Regions from separate parts of the Mus musculus genome. Here region 1 is linked to region 2. The links are chromatin contacts, called in public Hi-C maps. All regions are on one chromosome and are shown on one strand. The core of a region is the stretch at or near the end of the contact, and the rest is flanking DNA. Distances in the headings are between cores, read along the strand shown. Region 1 holds the start of Rbp7 (retinol binding protein 7, cellular). Region 2 overlaps Ube4b (ubiquitination factor E4B).

Evidence for each region. Hi-C and Micro-C count contacts between places; a contact is called where the count stands out from the background.
Region 1: a Hi-C map of CD8 T cells shows a contact between it and region 2, with 1.4 times the contacts expected there. The contact joins the promoter of Rbp7 here to the enhancer-like site in region 2. A contact is called at or near these places in 4 of 15 datasets of contacts at CTCF or cohesin (the G1E-ER4 cell line, the NIH/3T3 cell line, large pre-B cells and 1 more), 27 of 484 Hi-C or Micro-C datasets (the AML12 cell line, CD8 T cells, the G1E-ER4 cell line and 18 more), 11 of 115 datasets of contacts at active chromatin or transcription factors (the HPC-7 cell line, bone marrow-derived macrophages, craniofacial prominence and 6 more) and 3 of 9 other capture datasets (adipose tissue, liver and pancreatic islet).

What each region holds. Positions count from the first base shown.
Region 1 is chr4:149,452,552-149,457,124 of GRCm38.p6, forward strand. It overlaps Rbp7 (retinol binding protein 7, cellular), which reads right to left and starts at 2,417. Exons shown (of 4, transcript NM_022020.2): 1 at 2,327-2,417; 2 at 805-983; 3 at 298-399. The coding sequence starts at 2,399.
Region 2 is chr4:149,400,737-149,405,468 of GRCm38.p6, forward strand. All of the region lies in intron 1 of Ube4b (ubiquitination factor E4B), which reads right to left. Among named protein-coding and RNA genes, the nearest start is that of Ube4b, 24 kb to the right of the region's middle. Within about 2 kb of position 2,480, at least 70 of the 459 cell types and tissues checked have an H3K27ac peak or open chromatin away from gene starts, as enhancers often do. A contact at or near this core is called in CD8 T cells, the HL-1 cell line, Th17 cells and 3 more, where this site is marked.

The DNA.
Region 1 (4,573 bases), core at 1,167-3,666, 52 kb after region 2:
ATAGCTCTTGCAAAGGACCAGGGTGCAGTTCCCCACACTCACAACCACCTGCAACTCTAGTTCCAAGGGGATCTAGTGCCCTCTTTTGGTCTCTGAAGGCACTGCATACATGTGACACACACACACACACACACACACACACACACACAGAGAGAGAGAGAGAGAGAGAGAGAGAGAGAGAGAGAGGCACATAGGCACACATACATACACATGAATACAAGTAAAGAAATAGTGATTTAAATCTCTCCTCCCACCCCTCCCCCAAAATGTTTTCAAAAGATCAGGACAGATCAGTACCAGGTGGAGCTGGTCCCCTTCGATCCAGTGGCTCCAGCCTCTGTTTTTCTTCTCTCCTCTCTGTACGCAAGTGAGTTTGTCATTCTCCCAGGTAACCAGGCTCTGCAAGGAGGGAGAGAGAAACAGTGTTTCACTATGGCAGGATCCTTAAACATTACCGGGTGGACTGAGTGAAGCGCTAACTGAGATCTGCAGCCTAGGTTACATTTTGATCTTTTAAAATTTTATGTGTTGCCTCCATGCATGTATGTGTACTATGTGCATGGCTGGTGCCCACAGAGGTCCTTGGAATTGCAGTTACAGGTGGTTGTGAGCCACCATGTGGGTGCTGGGAATTAAACTCTCCATTCTCTACAAGAGCCCAAATGCTCTTAGCTGATGAGCTGTTTCTCCAGCCCCAAGCCTATGTTCTTTCGTTTTTCTTTTTCTAAGGTGCTAGTAATCTTCCCTGGGCCTCATGCTGGCTAAGTGAGAGCCCTAGCCCTTAGCTGCTGCCTAAGCCCTTACCGTGCATTTTCTGTTATCCAGGCCTTTGTTATCCTCCTCAAACTCTTCTCCAACTTTGAATTTTACAAGGTAGTTCCTGAGGCTGCTGCACGTCTGGATGGTGAAGGAGTCCCCATTTTGCTCAATCACTTTCTGTGGCTTCAGCAACTTGGCAATCTTACGAGTTGCAAAGTCAATACCTGCAAAGTTATTGTTCTTATTATATATATTTTTTATTTTAATCATTTACATTGATGTATGCGTGGGCATGCGTGTGTAACTCAGAGAGCAGCTGGTTTTAAAGCAGGATTTTACATAACACATGCTGTCTTTGAACTTATACAGGCAAAGGTGACATTACACTTCTGATCTTCTTCCCTCCACTTCCAAATATTGGATCATAGGTGTGCACCACCATACTTGACTCACGAGAACTTGTATAAATTTTACCTGCAGGCATATCTGTGCACCACATGTATGCAGTGCCCAGAGAGGCCAGAAGAGGGCATCGCATTCCCTGTAAACAGGGCATTCAGATGGTTGTGCGCTGCCATGTGCATGACTAAGCCACCTCTCTAGCCGCTAAAGAAGGATGATTTTTTTTTTAATTGCTTTTACTTACTGGGGTTTTGAAGTCTGTTCTATGTACTTGAAGGAAGTTTTTCAAGTACCCAGTACAGCAAGATATGGTAGCTTAGGTCTCTAATCTCTATACTTGGGAAACTGAGAAAGGAGGATTTCCTGAAGTCTGAGACCAGCCTGGTCTACAAAGTGAGGTCCAGGCCAGCTTGACCTACAACGTGAGACCTTATCTCAAAACAGACAAACAAAAAAACCCGAACAAATAAATCCCAATACAAGCCCTGGCAAGGATGCTCTGCATGCAGGAATAGTTGCCCAAATCTGTCAAATCCATAGAGCCAGAGCAAGTTGCCCGGTCAGCGCCATACCGAGAGTCTTTTAGGAAGCAGGGTCAGTGATCAGACCCTCTCTCGTGGACCCATGCACTGGAGGCCACAGGGTTCAGGGTGTGGGGCACTGCTCTCTCGCCACACACATGGGCAGCTCAGGCTGACTCTGCCGGTTCATCTGCAGGAGTAGCCTTGAACTCCGAACACTGGCCATTAGCCAAGCGGGCTCAGCTCTGGCGGGGAAATTGAATTCTCACGCAGACTGCAGCTGCTGTTTGCCTGGTTTCCAGTGCCAGGACCCGCCCTGCCCCTAGGAGCCCCAGCCGCTCCCAACCGTATCCCACATATCCACGCAGATTTGGATAGGCAGGGGTACATAAGCACCTGAGATTCGAGGAACGCAGAGAGGTACCGACAGATGGGATGAGTGACAGACGAGACAAGGGGGTCAGAAGAAAGACAGAGCAGCAGAGACTCTGGGACAAGGACAGGAGCTGACCAGCGAGAACATAACCCACAGGGGACAGAAGGACCTGGAACACACAGGACAAACTGTCTTCACTCAATCCCGGAGGCCCGAGGCCTTGCTCCCCAACCTTAGCTCCCCCTAGCTGCACAACCCTAAGTCCTACCCAGGGCCAGCATGTAGCCCTCGAAGTTGTCGCTGCTGAGAAGATTCCAGGTACCGCTGAGGTCTGCTGGCATGGTTTGGTGTCTGTCCGCAGCCAAAGCCCAAGAGTCACAGGCAGTGGTGCCCTATATTGTCAATGGGGCGAGGGCGGAGCCAGGATGGAGCCCAAGGGGACTGCAGGAGGGGACAGGGAAGCTGGGGGTGTGGAGCCCTGGCTATCCCTCCTTCCTTCCTTTCCCACGTACTCCTGGCTCCATCCCTTCTCCTGCCCCACCCTACCTTGGCAACCTCTGTTTCCCTTGTGACTCCCTCCTTTAGTTTAACTTTAAACACCTCTGAGCCCAGGGTGTGACCCAGGTCATCCCTTATTCTTAGATGTTAATAACTAAACGAATGGCTTTCAGCTCCCAGCATCAAATACTGACTGGGTCAACATAAATGTTTAAAACCAGCTGTTCTCTGATTTACACACGCATGCCCACACATACATCAATGTATATGCAGCACCTAGCCATCCTAATAAATAGGAACTCATTTATTTGGGGGGGGGTTTCAAGACAGGGTTTCTCTGTATAGCCCTGGCTGTCCTGGAGCTCACTTTGTAGACCAGGCTGGCCTCAAACTCAGAAATCCACCTGCCTCTGCCACCCGAGTGCTGGGATTAAAGGCATGTGCCACCACGCCCAGCTCTTTTTTTTTTTTTTTAAGATTTATTTTATTTATTATATGTAAGTACACTGTAGCTGCCTTCAAACACCAGAAGAGGGAATCAGGTCTTGATTCAGATGGTTGTGAGCCACCATGTGGTTGCTGGGGTTTGAACTCAGGACCTTTGGAAGAGCAGTCAGTGCTCTTAACCGCTGAGCCATCTCTTTAGCCCAGGAACTCATTTCTTTTACCCTGCTCAGGTTAGACCAGCTGGTCAGACTTGACTGTGTGTTAGCTGGAAATCTGTCCACACTTGAAAATTGAGGGCCAGGGGTTGGAGAGATGGCTCAGTGGTTAAGAGTACTGACTGCTCTTCCAGAGGTCCTGAGTTCAATTTCCAGCAACCACATGGTGGCTCACAACCATCTGTAATGGGATCTGACACCCTCTTCTGGTGTGTCTGAAGACAGCTACAGTGTACTCACACACATGAAATAAAGAAATAAATCTTAAAAAAAAAAAAAAAAAAGAGCTGAGGGCTGGGTCTGGTAAGCTATAGGCTCTTTATGGACTGTTAGGGATCCCAGATAGCATGGAGGTTGAGTTCTCTAAGAGTCCCAAGAGAACCACAAAGGTGCTGCCCTGTGTCCTACAAAGCGATCTCAGAAGTTAGGTGACATCACTTCCACCAGAGTCCTAAACCTTTCAAAATTCAAAAGAAGGAAACTGGAAACCAGGCTGGAGACGCAGCTCAGTGACAGAGAGCTTGCACTGAGGCCCTGGGCTCTGTGTCTGCACCGTAAAAGCAAGCGGGTGGGTCTTAGTTTTGTTACCTGTTGCTGTGATGAAATACTCATACAAAAGCCACTTATCGGGGAAGGGATTGTTTTAACTCACCATTCCAAGTTATGGTCCAGCCTTGCAGGGAAGCCAGGGTCACAGGCACGTGAAGCTATCAGACATCCACAGTCAAAAGCAGAAATGCCTGCCTGTGCTGGGCCCACTCATGTCTCCTGTCACACACTCCAAGACCTAAACTCTGCCAACGGTACAGGGTCCTTCCACATCAGTTAACAGGCATCATGGACACCCATGGTGACACAGCTAGCACTGACAAAAACTCACAACTTTGTTAACTTTTTTTTTTCAGGTTGGCTGTTGTGGCACATATCTTTGATCCTAGCACTCAGGAGGAAGAAGCAGGCAGATTTCTGAGTTCAAGGCCAGCCTGATCTACAGAATGAGTTCCGGGATGACCAGAACTGCACAGAGAAATCCTGTTTTGAAAAACCAAATAAAACCAAATCAATCAAACAAACAAAAAAACAAAAAACAAAAAAACCCCAAAAACCTGTTTATAATTTGCATATGTTTTATGTCTTCTCCCTCTCTGTCTCCATCTCCCTCTCCCTCTCCTAGTCCATGCCTCGTCCATTTCCCTGTTTGTTGACTGAAAGGCATGACTGTGGGTTCACGTCATTTACCATGACAGTGTCCCCGGGTCTTGCACTCTGCCCAGCAAATGCTCAATAAATGCTTGACTGACTGACTGACTGACTGACTGACTGACTGAATGTGACCTTTTCCAAGGGAGAAATGC
Region 2 (4,732 bases), core at 1,230-3,729:
TCGGGTGCTCTTACCCACTGAGCCATCTCACCAGCCCCTGATTTTTTTTTTTAATGTGATCAAAATGAAAATATAATCGGCCATTCTCTGAATGCTTCAGTTACCAAGTAATTACAAATAAACATAGGATGGGTCACAGCAGCATTTCCTATGTCACTCATCCTCCCTCCCTCCCTCACACACACACATGCACGCACCACCACCCTGAGGTTATACATGTATACCAAGCACTAGATGTGAACAGGCTTCTCAGAAATGAGGCAGCCCCAGACACACACACTCCTCCTACCAGGAATAAGTAGGACAAAGCTCCAGCCCCAGCGATTCCTAACAAGGACAGATTCCAGGAAATGCGTGTCCTTCTCACACTGTGCAACACCTGTGCCCTTTACCTCTCTTAGACCAAGGAAATGCCCTGAGTCCTTGCCCCAGAGAGGAGAAGCGTCTCCTCCCGGCCTGTGCCTCAGACATGCCAACCAATCGCTTCACCTGAAACATGTCACACAGGTCACTATCTCAAGTTTACTTAAGCACATTAAATCTTTTGAAGAAGGGATTAGGAGAAGCTAGGGAGATGGCTCAGTTGATAAAGTTCTTGCTCGAGGACCGGAATTCAGATCTCCCACACCTGTCTCCCCCTGCACAGCTGCAAACGTGCCACAGCCACGCAGGCTTTGTCAGGGTGCTGGGTGTCTGAAGTCTGGTCCCTAAACACTTACAGCAAGCATGTTATCCACCAAGCAATCTCCCAGTCCCGACTTCTTTGTTGCTGTGTTCTGTTTTAATTTCAGCAATAAGACCTGAGCATGGGGCGTGCCACACTCTTAGCAAGCACTCAGCTCTCAGGTTGACAGCTCCAGCTCAAGGTATGATTTTCTTTGAAAACTAAGAGATAAAATCTGCATCATGAAATTTAAGTGTGCCAAGTTTTGATGTACGACGGAGCTGGGGAGCTGGCTCGGCGGCTGGGAATGCAGCCTGTGCTTAGATGGGACTTGAATTCGGTTCCCTGCATGCACGATGGATGACTCACAACTGTCTGCAACTCCAGGCCCAAGGGATTCCCCCTCATCGGCCTCCTCTGACACTGCACACTTGCCAAAAGCACACAAACAAACACCCATAATTAAAAATAAAAATAACTCTTTAAAGTTTCCATTGTATCTTATTATTGTGTGCATATGGGTGTTGTGCCCACACGCTACATCCATGCACCACATAACCCACAGAGAGTCCTTAGAGGCCAGAGAGCGATCTGCTGAGACTATAGCTACAGATCTTCATGTGGATGCTGGGACTGAACCCAGATCCTCTGGAAGAGATCTACTGACCTTACCACAGAGCTATCGCTCTAGCCTGAAATAAAAATAAATGTTCTTTTTAAAATTTTTAATGACATTACTGAAAACACTTATATAAATACTAATATGAACAGCCCCCATTCTCAAAGATTCCCTGATTTTCTTTAGTGATTCCTGCATATTCTAGTTTTCAAACACAGATATCTTCTTGTATTTTTGTCACTTTTGCATCTGGCTTTACACCACCAGTATTTTCAGTACTTAGGACTACATTTCTTCAGAGCACACTAACACTGCAGCTTTCTGCCATATCTGCCCACTGCTTTGTAGCCTTGGCTGTTGGCACTGCACTGTGCTTGCTAATGACTCCACTAAAGGGCTGGGCATACCCAAAATCAGGGGTTTGGTTTGGCTTGGTGTCTGAAGACAGGGTCTCACATAGTCCGGCTGACCACACACTCATTATCTAACTAAGGCTGGTCTTGAACTTCTGATCCTACTGTCTCCACTTCCCAAGTTCTGAGAATAAAAGCATGTGTGACCATGCGTCAATATGCGGCTCAAAAAATAAGACATTTTAAGTTGCTGCGGCCAGGGGGTGATGATGGAGTGCACCTTTAATCCCAGCACGTAGGAGGCAGAGACAGACAGATCTCTGCTGAGTCTTGAGGCCAGCCTGGGCTACAGTTCGTTCTAGGATAGCTAGGACTACACAAAGAAACAAAGAGCCCTCACTGCTCCTGGACACTCATGTATGGGGGATTATAACCAGGTATAATTCCAGCTCCAGGGATCCAACAACCTCTTCTGTCCTCAGAGGACATCTGCACAGTCCCCCTACACCCCTAACACACACACACACACACACACACACACAAACACGCACAGAGAGGGAGGGAGGGAGGGAGGGAGAGGGAGGAAGTAGCCAGTCCCAGCATTCCAAGTATTACTAAATTCCTTTTCTTTACTCAACCTACTTTTTATGGCTGGTTATCTCAAGTTAAACCTAGGTTCTTTTTAAAAGATTTCCTTTTCCATTTGTCACAGATCAAAAATGGAAAAGCATGAAACAGAAACAGCTGTGGCAGTTCCATGGCCACGGCTGTGCCCCGCCCCAGACCCTAAACAGGAGCCACATTCTGCCCGTCTCAGGTCACATTTTTAGCTGACACTACAACAGGGTTTCCCCTAATGGCTCTCCTGATGCTGTAGGTCCCACCCCCTCCTCCGGATTTACCCACACTAGACTCAAGGCAGGGAAAGCCCCAGGGCAGGGCAGATCAAACTGCTCCTCTTAGTTTTAGCTCGTTGTGGGGGTCGGGAGGGTCCACAAAATACTGCTTTAAATTTAATAAAATACAGTCTGCAAAAATCCTTATTTCCAACTAAAATTTTACAAAGTAAATAAATTCCAACACACAGACAGACATCACTCACAACTTCTAGTCTTTAGGATGTTCTCCTAAAGATAGTCTACACATTTTTCAGTCACACGAGACCTCCCAGATCTCAGCAACAACCTACCCCTGTTCCTACGAAGAGGAAGGGGATGGGACAGGGACGACGGACAGATGGTAATCTTTCTACTTACAATGTCACTTCTGGAGGCTCTTGGTGATCCTGACACAAAGGAGTAAGTGAATAATTAACTGAGGTAGCCCTCTGCTTCCCATGGGCCAGATGCAGCTCTATAGCCCATGTGTAAGCTCAGTTAACAACCCAGGGGTCCGCACACTCCACTACCATTTTACAAGTGAGGAAACCACCTCCAGTGAAGTGACTTGCTCAGCAACACAGCTCAGGGGACACAGTGCAGGGTTTGAAGCTGGACTGTGACTTCCCACACATCACCTGTCTCCACACAAGACATTCCTACGGTGACAAGGTGGCACTGCCGCTGACTAGTTTAAGAAGTCAGCTTTGTACAGACTGCTGGTGTCGGACACTGCCTCAACCCTCTGATCAGCAACACTGAACATACTGACCTCTCTGGTGAGGGGTGCACAGTGGAGCACAGAACATCCACCCGGTGTTCTGGCTACAATAGGACAGGAGCATCCTGTCCTACCACGAATTCCTTGTGGCATGTCGATAAGTGCCTACTGTGTGCCACAAAGTTGAAGAAGATGTTCCACTTGAGTCCTAATTCCTACCCTCAAAGTCCTCTAAATAGACCAGGAAAGGAAAAGCAAAGGGGCAGTCAGGACACAAGGTCAGGAGGGCATGGGATGAGGGCAGAGGCAGTATGGGAAGGGAGCACACGGACGCGTGCCTGTGTCACAGCCTCACAGGGAGACCAGCCCACGGAGAGCTCAGCATCCTGTATCCTCACCAGGAATAATACAAAAGTAGGGTGCGCTGTGTTCACTTTGATGTCTTCTTTTTTTTTCCTCTCTAAGATTTATATTTATTTTTTGTGGGTCTGTGTGAACCTTTCACAAGCATGTATATACAGGTGCCCATGAAGCAGACCTCGAGGCCAGGGGTTACAGGCAGCTGTGAACCCTCTTATCCGGGACTCTGGAATAGCAGTGACACCTCTTACAGACTGAGCCGTCTCTCCTGCCTCACATCCATGGCTTTTAAAACTAAGTGTGTTTCTATGCTTTTCAGGGTTTACAGTAGACTTGTAGAAGCTGAACTAAAAATCCAGTTGCTACAAGACATGCACCGATTTCCTCTGTATCCACACTACTGCTAGTGCAAATCTCATACTACACCTCTAAAACCTGCAAACACTTGCTGTCACCCTGTTCCACCCCACCTTCCCTCCAAGACCAGGTGACAGGGCGGAGACATAACTAACTCCAAACCCTACCTAACCGGGAAGTGATGCTTGGAACTGCCTGCCACAGGCTGCGCACAGCACATGGGGAAGAGGACTAATCCCCCTCTTCTGACACGCTCCTGTCCACATAACTGCTCTGCAGCCCACCCTGCTCCTTCTGGTCCTGTCTCGCTTGTTAATGAGACCTTCAGCACCACCGCCCAGTCCCCACATCTCTATGGCGACCAAACCTGCAAACAGTTCAGCACAAGCCAAGTGTGTCTGTGTACACTAATTTATACGCTAAGAGAAAACGTGAACACATTAGTAGCTGATGATTCAAAGCAATTTATTCAACCTTTCTGTAAATGTAAAAATCGTCAGATTACAAAGTCGAGAGCTAAGGGCTGGAGAGACGAGACGGCTCGCTGGTTAAGAGCACTTGCAGAGGAGGCTGGCTCAGTTCCCAGCACACACATGGTGGCTCACAACCATCTCTAAGTCGAGTTTCAGGGAACCTGATGCTACTTCTGATACTGCAGACATGCATACGGTACACATACAAGCATTCTGGCAAATCACTCATATACATAAAATAAAAATAAATCCGCCAGGCAGTGGTGGCACGTGCCTTTAATCCCAGCACTTGGGAGGCAGAGGCAGA